Linked DNA regions of Mus musculus: region 2 is linked to region 1. Evidence: chromatin contacts called from public promoter capture Hi-C data. All regions are on one chromosome and are shown on one strand. Each heading gives the region's core, a stretch centred on a gene start, on an enhancer-like site or on the middle of the called end of the contact. The rest is flanking DNA. Distances are from core to core; before and after follow the strand shown.

What was found. Capture Hi-C pulls out chosen DNA fragments and counts their contacts.
Region 2: a promoter capture Hi-C map of liver shows a contact between it and region 1. The contact joins two enhancer-like sites. A contact is called at or near these places in 1 of 39 promoter capture datasets (embryonic stem cells), 1 of 484 Hi-C or Micro-C datasets (muscle stem cells), 8 of 115 datasets of contacts at active chromatin or transcription factors (bone marrow-derived macrophages, effector CD8 T cells, embryonic stem cells and 4 more) and 3 of 9 other capture datasets (adipose tissue, liver and pancreatic islet).

What each region holds. Positions count from the first base shown.
Region 1 is chr14:47,301,685-47,307,899 of GRCm38.p6, forward strand. The region is part of intron 1 of Mapk1ip1l (mitogen-activated protein kinase 1 interacting protein 1-like); the gene reads left to right. Among named protein-coding and RNA genes, the nearest start is that of Mapk1ip1l, 6.5 kb to the left of the region's middle. Within about 2 kb of position 3,612, at least 18 of the 459 cell types and tissues checked have an H3K27ac peak or open chromatin away from gene starts, as enhancers often do. A contact at or near this core is called in liver, where this site is marked.
Region 2 is chr14:47,517,718-47,523,971 of GRCm38.p6, forward strand. The region is part of intron 1 of Fbxo34 (F-box protein 34); the gene reads left to right. Among named protein-coding and RNA genes, the nearest start is that of Gm35166, 13 kb to the left of the region's middle. Within about 2 kb of position 4,619, at least 24 of the 459 cell types and tissues checked have an H3K27ac peak or open chromatin away from gene starts, as enhancers often do. A contact at or near this core is called in liver, where this site is marked.

The DNA of each region.
Region 1 (6,215 bases), core at 2,362-4,861:
TGCTCTAGAGGATAGGACCTGGGAGAATGGAGCCTCTTAATAAATGAGCTGAACTAAAGTCTTATGTAATAACCCACTTTATTCAGAGCATCAGACAATGTATGCTCTTGAGGGTTAAGGGGAGTCACATGAATAAAATGTACAATCGTAAGGGCAAGTCTGTTCTCAGCAAAAATGTTTTTCCATAGAGGCTTATAAACAAATAACAGTGGCCAGGTGTAATGAATAATATGAAGTAAAATCATCCCTGCCAGGCGTGGTGGCGCACGCCTTTAATCCCAGCACTCTGGAGGCAGAGGCAGTCAGATTTCTGAGTTCGAGGCCAGCCTGGTCTACAGAGTGAGTTCCAGGACAGCCAGGGCTACACAGAGAAACCCTTCTGGGGGGGAAAAAAACCCTCATCCCTACCTGATAGATCTAGGAGGGGCGCAAAAACTTATTCCTAGAACAATTCTGTGAAGAAACTGTGGGCACATGTCTTGGTTTCTTAGGATTTTCTCATAAGAACTCAGAAATCTCCTCAAATCTCAAATGACTCCATTCCCACACTCTGGTCTGACATCCTTCCCCTTTTGATTTTGATTGGGTTTTTTTGTTTGGTTGGGTGGGTGGGTTTTTTTTTGTTTTTTGTTAGGTTTTTTTTTTTTTTTTTTGGTTTTTCTAGACAGGGTTTCTCTGCATATCGCTTTATAGACCAGGCTGCCCTCGAACTCAGAAATCCACCTGCCTCTGCCTCCGCTCCCAAGTGCTGGGATTAAAGGCATGTGCCACCACTGCCCGGCTTGATTTTTTTTTGTTTTTTTTTTTGTTTTTTGAGACAGGGTTTCTCTGTGTGGCCCTGGCTGTCCTGGAACTCACTCTGTAGACCAGGCTGGTCTCGAACTCAGAAATCTGCCTGCCTCTGCCTCCCAAGCGCTGGGATTAAAGGCGTGCGCCACCACGCCCGGCTGTCTTTTTTTTTTTTAAACTAGGTATTTTCCTCGTTTACATTTTCAATGCTATCCCAAAAGTCCGCCAAACCCACCCCCCCTTTTTTTTTTGAGATGTTGTAGATAAATCTATCATTTGATGCATGAATATCCTGTAAGTCAACATGATAAATACAGTAACTTTAGGACAGTGAAAGGATTGTGTGTGATACTCTGCCACTAAGACCAGGGATCCAAACAATGCCCAGCACTATTGGTTACATTATGCTGATTAGGAAAATCTAGAGAACAGCTTGAAAAGAGACTCTTAATTAGTAGTTCTGGTATCCCGTCGAATGTAAGCCCATACCTTTAGTAGGCATGTGAATGTTATGCTGTGCTGTGCCAATAGGAAGTGACTCAAATCCCAAGGAAACGTTAACTGCCGTCCTTTCTTCAGATGAATGAATGAGTCTGTTATGGCCCCAAGGTCCAGGTTCAAACGTGGATTTATTAGTAAAGCCACTTCTCCCTTAGTATACGGGGTGTAGCCTGGCCCCGGCTGGGCAGCCGTGACTTCTGATGCTATGGTTGGTGTCTCCCTTCGCCCTTTAGTTGGACTTTGCAGTCTTTCTGGTAACTTGCACTGTCTGCTTGCCCTCTCATTGACCTTAATGGTGAGACCTGAAGAAGAATCCATTCCAGTGTGTCCATACTCAACGACAGATGTATGCCCTTCACCGTTTCCTTCTGGGAAAGAAGAATAGGGCAGATTAAAGCACCAGCTTGCGTCTTTCCTTCTGTAATGAAACCAGTGAGCTGAGGTGGAGCATGAGTGAGTGTGGTTAGCAAAGAATGTGTGCAGGGTTTTAAGCAGATTGTGGTCCTGGTAGTAATGGAGTCATAACAGCCTGAAGACAGGTAAAGCAGCCTCAGTGGGTGGCCGTCCTACAACATCAGCAGCAGCTGAGACAATACGAGTTTATGAATTCACCATAGTAGATGAGTCAAAACAGCCAGTTCCACCTGATAGGCTGAGGAAAGAAGTACTAATAGATTGAATGTCTAGGCCATGAGTCCTTCCTATACCCTTAGGTGAGCCATCAACAAAATGAGTATCTGCCTGTGGAATGTCAGAAGGTTGGACAGTTTTTAAATCACAAATTCAGTTTGTATGAGAAAATCCCATAGCTTACCAGCTGCAAAATGATTTATTACTATGGAAGGAGTTCCATAGTAATAACTAAATTTGAAAACCCATAGAGTTCTGTAATGCTCTGAAAAACTGATAGTTAAGGGTAATAAATACAGCAAGGATTGAACCCATATAATTGTTGACGTCAGGTCCTCCTCTGATTTACTAATTGAGCAAGAAGGGTACGGTGTGCGGTTAGCATTTTATGGCCTCTGAGTTATAAGTGAATCCGTTCCAAAGGCTTATCCTCTGGTGCTATGTAACACCTGTGGGAAACCATTCAGTAAGGAGAATGAGTAGGCTTAAAGGCAGTGAAGAATCCACAGGATTTAAAAAAAAAAATGCTTTTTTTGATTCAGAATTCAAATAGCCAAAGTTCTTTTGTTGCCTTTAGTGCTACTATGTGAGGGCTGTAAAGTACCATCTCTCTCCTTTTAGATAGATAGGTTGACGCATATAAACATTTTTATTTTGTTGAAATTGCATTAGAAATACCAAGCAGAGCGTGTGAGGCTGGGTAGGAGTTGGTAAATGACTTCTGTCTCCTTGCCTTGTCCTAGCTTGCCTAGGTTATAAACTTAGCAGTTGCTCAGGTTCCCCTAAGTCCGTCTAAGGTTAGATTGATTATCAGATTCCTGACGCCGTGCTTCGAGTCCTATTCAGGCAAAGGAGGTAGATGCATCGCTAAAGGAGACTGCAGTAGGGAGGCTGAAGGAGTCGCCACCAGCACAGCTATCCGTGACACTGTTCTTACTGTAGATTGTACCTGAACAGAAAAAATGCCATTTCTTGCCTCTTTTACCAATTTTAAGGTTTCATCATCTAGTTTATATTAATTCAAGGAACTAGCCATCTCTTCCTTAAACATTTGGATAACAGTCTGAATTAATGCCCAAGAGACCCAAAATTGAACAAGTCCCTTTTCTGGGCACCATTTATCACTGCTAAAGAGGCAGTGGGTCCTAGAAGAATGGAGCAGATAAATGAGGTAGGCCACAGGCAGACATTAGTCAAAGCTCGGGGAATCCTGAGGAAGAGGGAGAAGGAGGATTGTAGGAGCTAGAGTGGACAAGGACACCAAAAGAACATGGCCCACAGAATCAACTAACCAGGCTCATAGGGGCTCTCAGAGACTGGGTAGACAATCAGGGAGCCTGCATGGGTCTGAACCAGGCCCTCTGCGTGTATGTTATTGTTGTGTGGGAGCAGGGCTGACTGACGCTTTCGCCGGCTTTGGAGGTGCTTTTCCTCCTATTGGGTTGCTTGTTCCACCTTGATGTGAGAGCATGTGCCTGGTCTCACTGACTTTCTGCACCAGGTAACTCCCTGCTCTTTTCTGAAAGGGAAGGAGTGGGTGTGGGGAAGAGGAGATGGAGAGGAGGGAAGGGAAACTGGCTGGAGTGTAATATATGAGAAAAGAGGAAATGAATGAGTCTCATCAGCAGTCCACCTATCTCAGCACCTCAGACAATCTATACTCTGAGAGTTACGGGATTCATATGAGTAAGTGTCTCGTCACAAGGGCAAGGTTCTTAGAGTGTGCTTGGACACAGTATAAACAAAAACCTGCAGTGTGTGTTTTTGTTTTGCTTTTGTCTCCAAATCTCAAACTAGAAACAATAATCATGCTTAAACATCAGAAACATTTTCAGGAGTATTAATAACAAGACCCATGTACTACCATCACTGTTTAACCTTCCGTTACTTGAGTCCTAGCTGATGAAAAAGAGAAAGGATCTGTTGGTATTGGGAAAATACGATAAAGCCGTTGCCTGGCAATGATAGGATCAACTGGAAAAACTTTTTCAGGGAAGAAAATAATCCAGTAATGTCATAGCTTGCAAAAGCTATATTCTGCTCAGATATGAGTAACCAGTTAGAGAAATGGCTCAAGGGACCTATTTACAGCCACATGAAAAGAAAGGTACAGCAAGGTGGGTGTAGCGGTTCACGCAGCTCCCAGGTGCTGTACTGTTGAAGCTCAGTCCAGCCTGGGAGCAGTGACACCTAAGAAGGAAAGCACATGTCGGTATCTGCCTGTACCTTGTTCTGGATGAGGTCTGATGATGTTTTAAACACATCTGCTATCTCCCAAACTTCATCAACAAACAGGTATTTCCCACCGGAACATTGGGTGTTTTGTTCTTACTACCAAAACAAAACCCTGGGAAAAGTAACCATGAAATTCAGGAAGAGTTGAAGAAACTACAAGGAAGCTAGCACAACTCTTTAAAACACAAAGGGATCCTAGTTTTATGTGCGTGCTTCCTACAGGTGGGCAGGGGGAGAGTCCTCCATACTTGTGAGGATAATTGGATCTGCTGCCTGGTCAGCTGGGGTCAGCCTGTACCTGTGTTTGAGCCTCTGCTCTGTTTAAACAAGTTGACCTTCGTTTCCTGCACCTGTAAGCTGGGGTGTTAATAACGTTTGCATTGTAGAAAATACCCCTGTTTACAGTAAACATTCAGTAAATACTGTTGCCGGTGGCAGCAAGAGTTTTAAAGGACTAAGTTATTACTTACTACTTAGAAGAATTGTGAAATGGTAAACATGCTAAACCACAAGCATACCGGGTGGTGGCAGCGCACGTCTTTAATCCCAGCACTTGGGAGACAGAGGCGGGCAGATTTCTGAGTTCGAGTGAATTCCAGGACAGCCAGGGCTACACAGAGAAACCCTGTCTCGAAAAACCCCCCAAAAAACCCACAAGCATACTCTTGAAGTGGTTATCTTTGTTAAGCACAAAATTGAGTTCACAAGTAGGAACAGATTAATAAGCTACAAAAGATTAAAATTTGTAACACTAAAAGAAATACCATTTAAGAAAGTTAAAAGGACCTTTGCAGAAAGTTCTTGTCTCATAAAACAGCTAGTGTTCTTTCCATGTAACAAAATGGAGTGATGTGTTATTACCAATTATGAAATGATGGGGGGGGTTGCTATCTTATTCTGGTCTTATAAGTCAATGACCATTAAAACAGACGAAAAAAGGACAGCAGGGCTCAGATGACTGAAAAGGAGTGGACAGCTTCTAGGGTGGTAGAAGTGGATCTCGTTAGAGTGGCCAGAGCTTAAGGTGAACACTTAATCTTTCTACTTTATCCACTGTTGATTACACTTCAACTTGAGAATTGGTAAGGGATGGGGCACCACATAAACCAGCAGGATCAGAAAGTCAAGGATGCCGGGCGGTGGTGGCACACGCCTTTAATCCCATCACTCGGGAGGCAGAGGCAGGCAGATTTCTGAGTTCGAGGCCAGCCTGGTCTACAAAGTGAGTTCCAGGACAGTCAGGGCTACATAGAGAAACCCTGTCTCGAAAAACAAAAGAAAGGCAAGGACATCCCCTACTACATAACAAGTTCAAGGATAGTCTGGTATACACAAGATCCTGTTTCAAAAAAAATAAAGATTGATTAGGGCACTTGCCTAGCACAAATAAGGCCCTAGATTCCATCTCTGGAACTACGGTTGATCATGACGCAGTGCCCGAGCTCCATCATCCAGTGATGGCCGAATAGTCACAGGAAGTGAATATAATCAGGGCCTGAGTTTATCAAGATTTGGTAATGTCCAGAGGTCGAAGGAGAGTTTGGAGGTCACAGCATAGGTTTGCATAGGTTGTGCCAGGAGGGCTTCAGGTGAGCCGGCGTGTTTGGCTCTAGTCCACTCCAGGGGCTTCTTCTGATTATGCATAATTAGATTTGAGGGAAAAGAAGTGTGCATTTGCTGTGCCACTGTTTAAAAGAACCTATGCTGCCACAGAAGTCAGAGTAACGAGTACCATTTTACAGATTGAGCAGATTATAGTTAGGAATGAATATATATACATACATACATACACATATACATACACTCACACATGTGTAACAATTTTAAAAAGAGCACATGAATTTGAAAAAGGAAGAAGGGGGAAAGGGAGATGATCTAGTTATAATCTCAAAATTAAATTTTTCTTAAAAGCTGAGCAAGCCACTAAAAGGCGTTTGTTCATGGCCTTTGCTTCAGTTTATAACACTAGGTTCCTGCCTGATTTCCCTCAGTAATGAACTATGACCTGGAAGTTGTAAAATAAATACACCCTGCCCTGGTGCCCCTCCCCACCAGAAAGA
Region 2 (6,254 bases), core at 3,369-5,868, 220 kb after region 1:
AGAGCGATCTGATGGGCACTTTGGGCAGTGCAGATGGAGATCACATTTGTACCCCTTTCTGGACTAAGGCTGTCTCCTATAAAAGGCATCATTCATTCAAATTCAGCAATGTAAGAGCAAGGCTCTGGGGTAGTAGTTATTAAATTAGTCAGACTCAGCTCCTGGCCACATCTAGAATTCCTTGTCTTTGTTGGCTGTGAGTTTGGTGTGCTGAAATGATAACCTGTTAGTGACGTCTATTACATACGTTCTCTTTTTATCCTGGCCTCTACAGCCAGCATTGCAGTTAGATTGTATGTATATGTGCGCACACGTGCATGTGAGCATTGACTTGTTTGTGTATGTCTGCATATGTGTAGAGGCCTGAGGACAACTATAGATAGGTGTTGGTCCATCTACCTTGTTTTTGAAGACAGGCTCTCTTAGTGGCCTAGAATTTGCCAAGTAGGCTAGGCTGATTGGCAGTGAGCTCCATCAGTGCAGCCTCAGTGCTCAGTGCCAGTGCGCACCACTGCGCCCAGCTGGCCACCAAGCTCAGCATTTATGCGTGTAAGGCAAGTGTGCCTTACCAACACAGCCCTCTCTAACTCTAGATTTTTTTTTTTTTGAAGACTAATTCTCCTCTTACCCCATAGTTTTGGCTAGTATTTAAAATTCATTACTGAATTGATGATTGTGCTACGTCTAATGCTTTGGAGAAGTCGCTAAATGTGAACATGTTGCTACGTGCCCTGTAATTTCCAAGGCAGTTACAAGCATTTAAAACTGTTTAGTCTTGAGTGTGTGTTTGGTGTGTTGTACGGTGTATAGAGAGCACATACGAGGTCAGAGAACAACTGACTCTCTCCTCCTTCCACAGTTGGTTCCTGGGAGCAAACTCAAGTTATCAGGCTTGCTCAGTTTTAAGAGGCTTTTTGTTTTGTGTTTATTTATTTGAAAGAGGGTCTCATGTAGTCCAGGCTGGCCTCAAACTTGCTATGTATCTGAAGACCATCTTGAATGCCTTCACCTCCCAGTTGTACCACCACATCACAGCTATGCCATGCTAGGGACCAAACCCAGGGCTTCCTGTACACCAAGGCACTGTGCCAAGTGAGTCACAGCCGTGGCCATGACGTAAGTTTGCGGCGGAGCCTGGCGAACTTTAGAGGGCTGGTCTGTGAATCTCTTGAAACAGTGACCGGCTTGGAAGATATGTGCCATTTCCTCAAGAGTGGTCTGCTTTCTTTGATCAGTATTTCCAAGGATTTGCTGACTGAAACAAAAGGTTAGATGATCACTGTACTTGCTATAAAGGGCACTTTAATTAACATGAATGATAACATGTTTCCCTCTCCATATGTGTTTGTCAGTGAGTTAGAAGACTGCCCACTATATTTCCAGCAGGGAGCTCTTGAGTCCTCTTGGATTATGGGAGCTCTTGAGTCCTCTTGGATTATACAGTCTCTATCAGTCAGTTTTCCTGCTTACTTTTTCCCTCCTCCCCTTTTTTCTTCTCTCCTGTTCTTTCCTCTCTGGCCCGTCTCTTTTTATCACTCTGTAGACCAGGCTGGCCTTGGACTCAGTGATGTACCCTGGGCACCTTCCCCATGCCAGGATTAAAGGTGTGCCAGGTGAATCATTTGTTATTTTGCTTTTGTGTGATTTCAAGGCATATTAAACCTGGCAAGTTTTAATATACACTTTAATGTTAGGAATTATGCCCCCACCATTGTCTGTTGCCCATTGTCTGGAACCTCTGAATTTGACTAAATTTAAAAAGAAGACCCTTATGGAGGAGAAATGACTTAAGATGAGGCTGCCGGGTCAAGCGCTAACCCAGTGAAGTCCTATGCTCAGCTGTCCCATTTTCTCATGGAGTTACCATAAATTCCTTCATTTTGGCAATTAGTTGTTTCATCTTATTTATGGTATAAAATTCATACAGCAACCTTGAGGCAGTTCTAAGATGGAAGCTGTGAACATCAGACTCTTTAGAGCTGCATGTTTTCAAAGACCATTCTCCCTGGTTTCTTGTTTGCTTGGTTTTTGGTTTTGTTTTTAAAGAGATAACTAATTTTTCCTCACTATGCACTACTAAACCACTTAATCATCACGGGACAAATTCAGCCATCAAGGCTTTGGTGAATGCTCCTTTAAAGCCATGTGTGAATGGATAAGGCCAAGCGTCTATAGCCTGGCTACATGGGTAGTCAGAGATATTGAAAACCCGAGTTCAAAGCTACCCTGAGCTACAAATCAAGACTCCACTCTCTTAAATTGAAGAAAAAATAAGAGCTGAGCTTCCTCCCCATGAAGTCCTCACCTGGTCTTCTGGAGCTCATTTTAAGAGGCTATTTTTCTCAGATGGGATTTTTTTTTTTTTTTTGTGATGCCTGAGATCTGGACACGTTCTGTCAGTACTCAGAGGGATATGGCGTGCTTTCTCGTGGGCCTCTGTCTGTGTTCCTACCCTCCTGGTCCTGGCACCTTTCCAGTTAATAGTAGTGGAGTGGGTGTCTTGTGCTTTCTTTGAGACTCACTGATCTGATAATGTCAGCCCATCACTCTTCTGGTGTGCACAAAGAGAGACTGATGTCATGTTAGAGGCAGAGCTGCCTTGATGACTCCCCCAGCGTCCTGTGTCATTTTGTCTGTACTGTACGTGAGCCGAGATGGCTTTGTTGTTACTTTGCTGATTTCTCTATGGAGCCTTTATGTGGTGTTCAGGCTGGCCCTTAGCTCCAGAGCTAACACAATCTTACCTCATCCTCCTGAGTAGCTGGGACTTCAGGTGTGTGCTCCATGCCCAGCAGCAACCTGTGGTAGGCAGTTTGAATTTTTGTTTTGTTTTGTTTTGTTTTGTTTTGTTTTGTTTTGTTTTGTTTTGTTTTGTTACTTTGTAGTCCAGGCCAGCCTGTAAATTCTTGATTCTCTTACCTTAGCCTCTTAAGTGTTTAATTTACAGGTATGAGCCACCTTACCAAGTTGCCTTCTTTTTTTTAAAGAGGGGGACATAATCTAAGATATTCTATATATTTTAAAGAGTTATGTGTATGCATGTTGGCTTGTTTGAGTGTGCACCACATTTGTGCCTGGTATCCTTAGAGGCCAGAAGAGGGTGTTGGTGGGTCCAATGGAATTGGAGTTATAGAAACCAACTCCCATCTTTTGTAAGGGCTCCAACTACTCTTAACAACTGAGCCATCTTTCCGGCTCTGAACCTGCAGCTTTACTCCCTGTATAATCTCAATTTATCATAACCGTTGGTTCCTAGAAGTCAGTGTAGCAATTATTTGTCATATTATCGTGACAAACACCCGGGCAAGAGCCAACTTAAGGAAGGGTTCACTCTGATTCTCAGTTCCAGAGGCTCCAGGAGATGGCGCGGGTGGGGGAGGGGAGGCTTACCTTACCTCACAGCAGAGAGGCAGGTAAGACCACCTCAGCTAACCTCGTTTAGAAGCTCCTCACAGACTGATTCTAAGTCCCATCAGCTGACAATCAGGATTAACTATAAATCATTTGCCTCCTCTGACTGAACAGATTCAGAGCCGCCCACAAGTATGTTGTTGGATTGCTAATCATTCGTGCGGTGCTCTGGTGAAGAAGATGCAGTACAGATTTTCTGGGAGCTTTTTTTTGAACATTTGAGACAGGGTCTTCAATTTGTAAACTCTGTTTTTTTTCCTATTCTCATCACGTATTCCCTTTAAATTCCTTACGGCTCACGTTTATCCCTCTACATAGTTATTACACGGCAGTAAGTGCCTGCAACCTAGCCTGTGGGAGGCTGAGGTAGCAGAGTGCCCTGGGGGCACCAAGACCAGGGCTAGATAGAGGTCACCTGCATCCCGCCCTATACACATGAAAGAGCACTTTGGCTTTTTTGAGGATTGTGTTTATACACAATTTTTGGTGGGGGTTGTGCTTGTGGCATGTATGAGGTAGGTCTCATAGCCCAGGCTGGCATGGAATGTAATATAACTAGCCTGACTTTGAACTCAGCCATCCTGCTTCATCCTTCCTGAAAGTTAGGATTACAAGTGTGACCTACCACACTCCACCCATTTTCTAATCCTTTGAGGCTTAACTTGTGATTGTATACTATCTTGAGATGACAGTTCTCCTGCTGTTTGTGTATTTACTTTGATGTGTGTGTATGAGTGTTCGCCTGCATGCATGTATGTAAACCAGTACCATATGCATACCTGCTGCCCACACAGGTATGGTTGGCATTGGATGCCCTGAAATTGGTTACAGATGGTTGCAAGCCATTCTGTGGTGCTGGGAAACTCTAACCACTGACATCTCTCCTGCCCCCTCCCAGGTTTCTATGAGCTGTCTAATAAATACATAGTGTCTAATCAGAATACATGGAGCTTTTGAAAACTCGATTTTGGCCATCACTGTGTGAAGCTGTCTAGGTTTGAGTTGCTTAGTTGACAGTCTCACCATATTCGTGGATATTGAGTGTGATAGGTGTCTCTTCGGGCCGAGCTTCTGAAAACTGCTCTGACCAGTACATTCACTCTCTGCACTGCGGTTCCTCACGGGGGCACCAAGGACTCCACCACCAGCTGACGCTGTCCTCAGAAAATGTTAGGCCTTTCCCTTCTCCTAACCACATTCTACCTTTTCATTGATTATTGAACATGTGAACTTCAGCATGTGAGTGAGGGACTATGTGCTGTTACAGAATGTGTCAGCATCGAGTCCTGTTTGTTTTGGCTTTTTGAGGTAAAGTGTGTTTTTTCTATTATAAAAGTTATGCACATGTTTATCATGCAGAATCTTGGGAGGCTTCTGTTTAGACTGCGTATTTCCTATTGAAATGCTTCGGTGACAGCTGCCTTCATCGTCCTTCGCTCTTATCTGCTTGACCTCAGTTATCTCCTGTTTGCAGGCACTCCAGCTGCACGTTTGTTTCTGCGAAACTGAACTTACCTCTGCCTCCTCTGTGCAGATCTGAGCAGCCATCTGCTTTCCATCCACCAAGAGGAACCTCTCTCTTTTTTTTTAAAGATATTTTCTTTATATACATTTCAAATGCTATCCCAAAAGTTCCCTATACTCTCCTTCCGCCCTGCTCCCCTACCCACCCTCCCACTTCTTGGCCCTGGCGTTCCCCTGAACTGGGGCATATAAAGTTTGCAAGACCAAGGGGCCTCTTCCCAGTGATGGCCAACTAGGCCATCTTCTGCTACATATGCAGCTAGAGACATGAGCTCTGGGGATACTGGTTAGTTCATATTGTTGTTCCACCTATAGGGTTGCAGACCCCTTCAGCTCCTTGGGTGCTTTCTCTAGCTTCTCCATTGGGGGCCCTGTGTTCCATCTTATAGATGACTGTGAGCATCCACTTCTGTATTTGCCAGGCACTGACATAGCCTCATGTGAGACAGCTATACCAGGGTCCCTTCAGCAAAATCTTGCTGGCATATGCAATAGTGTCTGGGTTTGGTGGCTGATTATGGGATGGATCCCCGGGTTGGGTAGTCTCTGGATAGTCCATCCTTTTGTCTTAGCTCCAAACTTTGTCTCTGTAACACCTTTCATGGGTATTTTGTTCCCTATTCTAAGGAGGAATGAAGTATCCACCCGTTGGTCTTCCCTCTTCTTGATTTTCTTGTGTTTTGCAAATTGTATCTTGGGTGTTCTATGTTTCTGGACTAATATCCACTTATCAGTGAGTGCATATCTAATGACTTCTTTTGTGATTGGGTTACCTCACGAAGGATGATATCCTCCAGATACATCCATTTGTCCAAGAATTTCATAAATCCATTGTTTTTAATAGCTGAGTAGTACTCCATTGTGTAAATGTACCACATTTTCTGTATCCATTCTTCTGTTAAGGGACATCTGGGTTGTTTCCAGCTTCTGGCTATTATAAATAAGGCTGCTATGAACATAGTGGAGCATGTGTTTTTATTACCAGTTGGAACTTCTTCTGGGCATATGCCCAGGAGAGGTATTGCTGGTTCTTCCGGTAGTATTATGTCCAATTTTCTGAGGAACCTCCAGACTGACTTCCAGAGTGGTTGTACAAGCTTGCAATCCCACCAGCAATGAAGGAGTGTTCCTCTTTCTCCACATCCTCGCCAGCATCTGCTGTCACCTGAATTTTTGATCTTAGCTATTCTGACTGGTGTGAGGTGGAAACTCAGGGTTGTTTTAATTTTTATTTCCCTGATGATTAGGGATGTTGAACATTTTTTCAGGTGCTTCTCAGCCATTTGGTATTCCTCAGGTGAGAACTCTTTGTTTAGCTC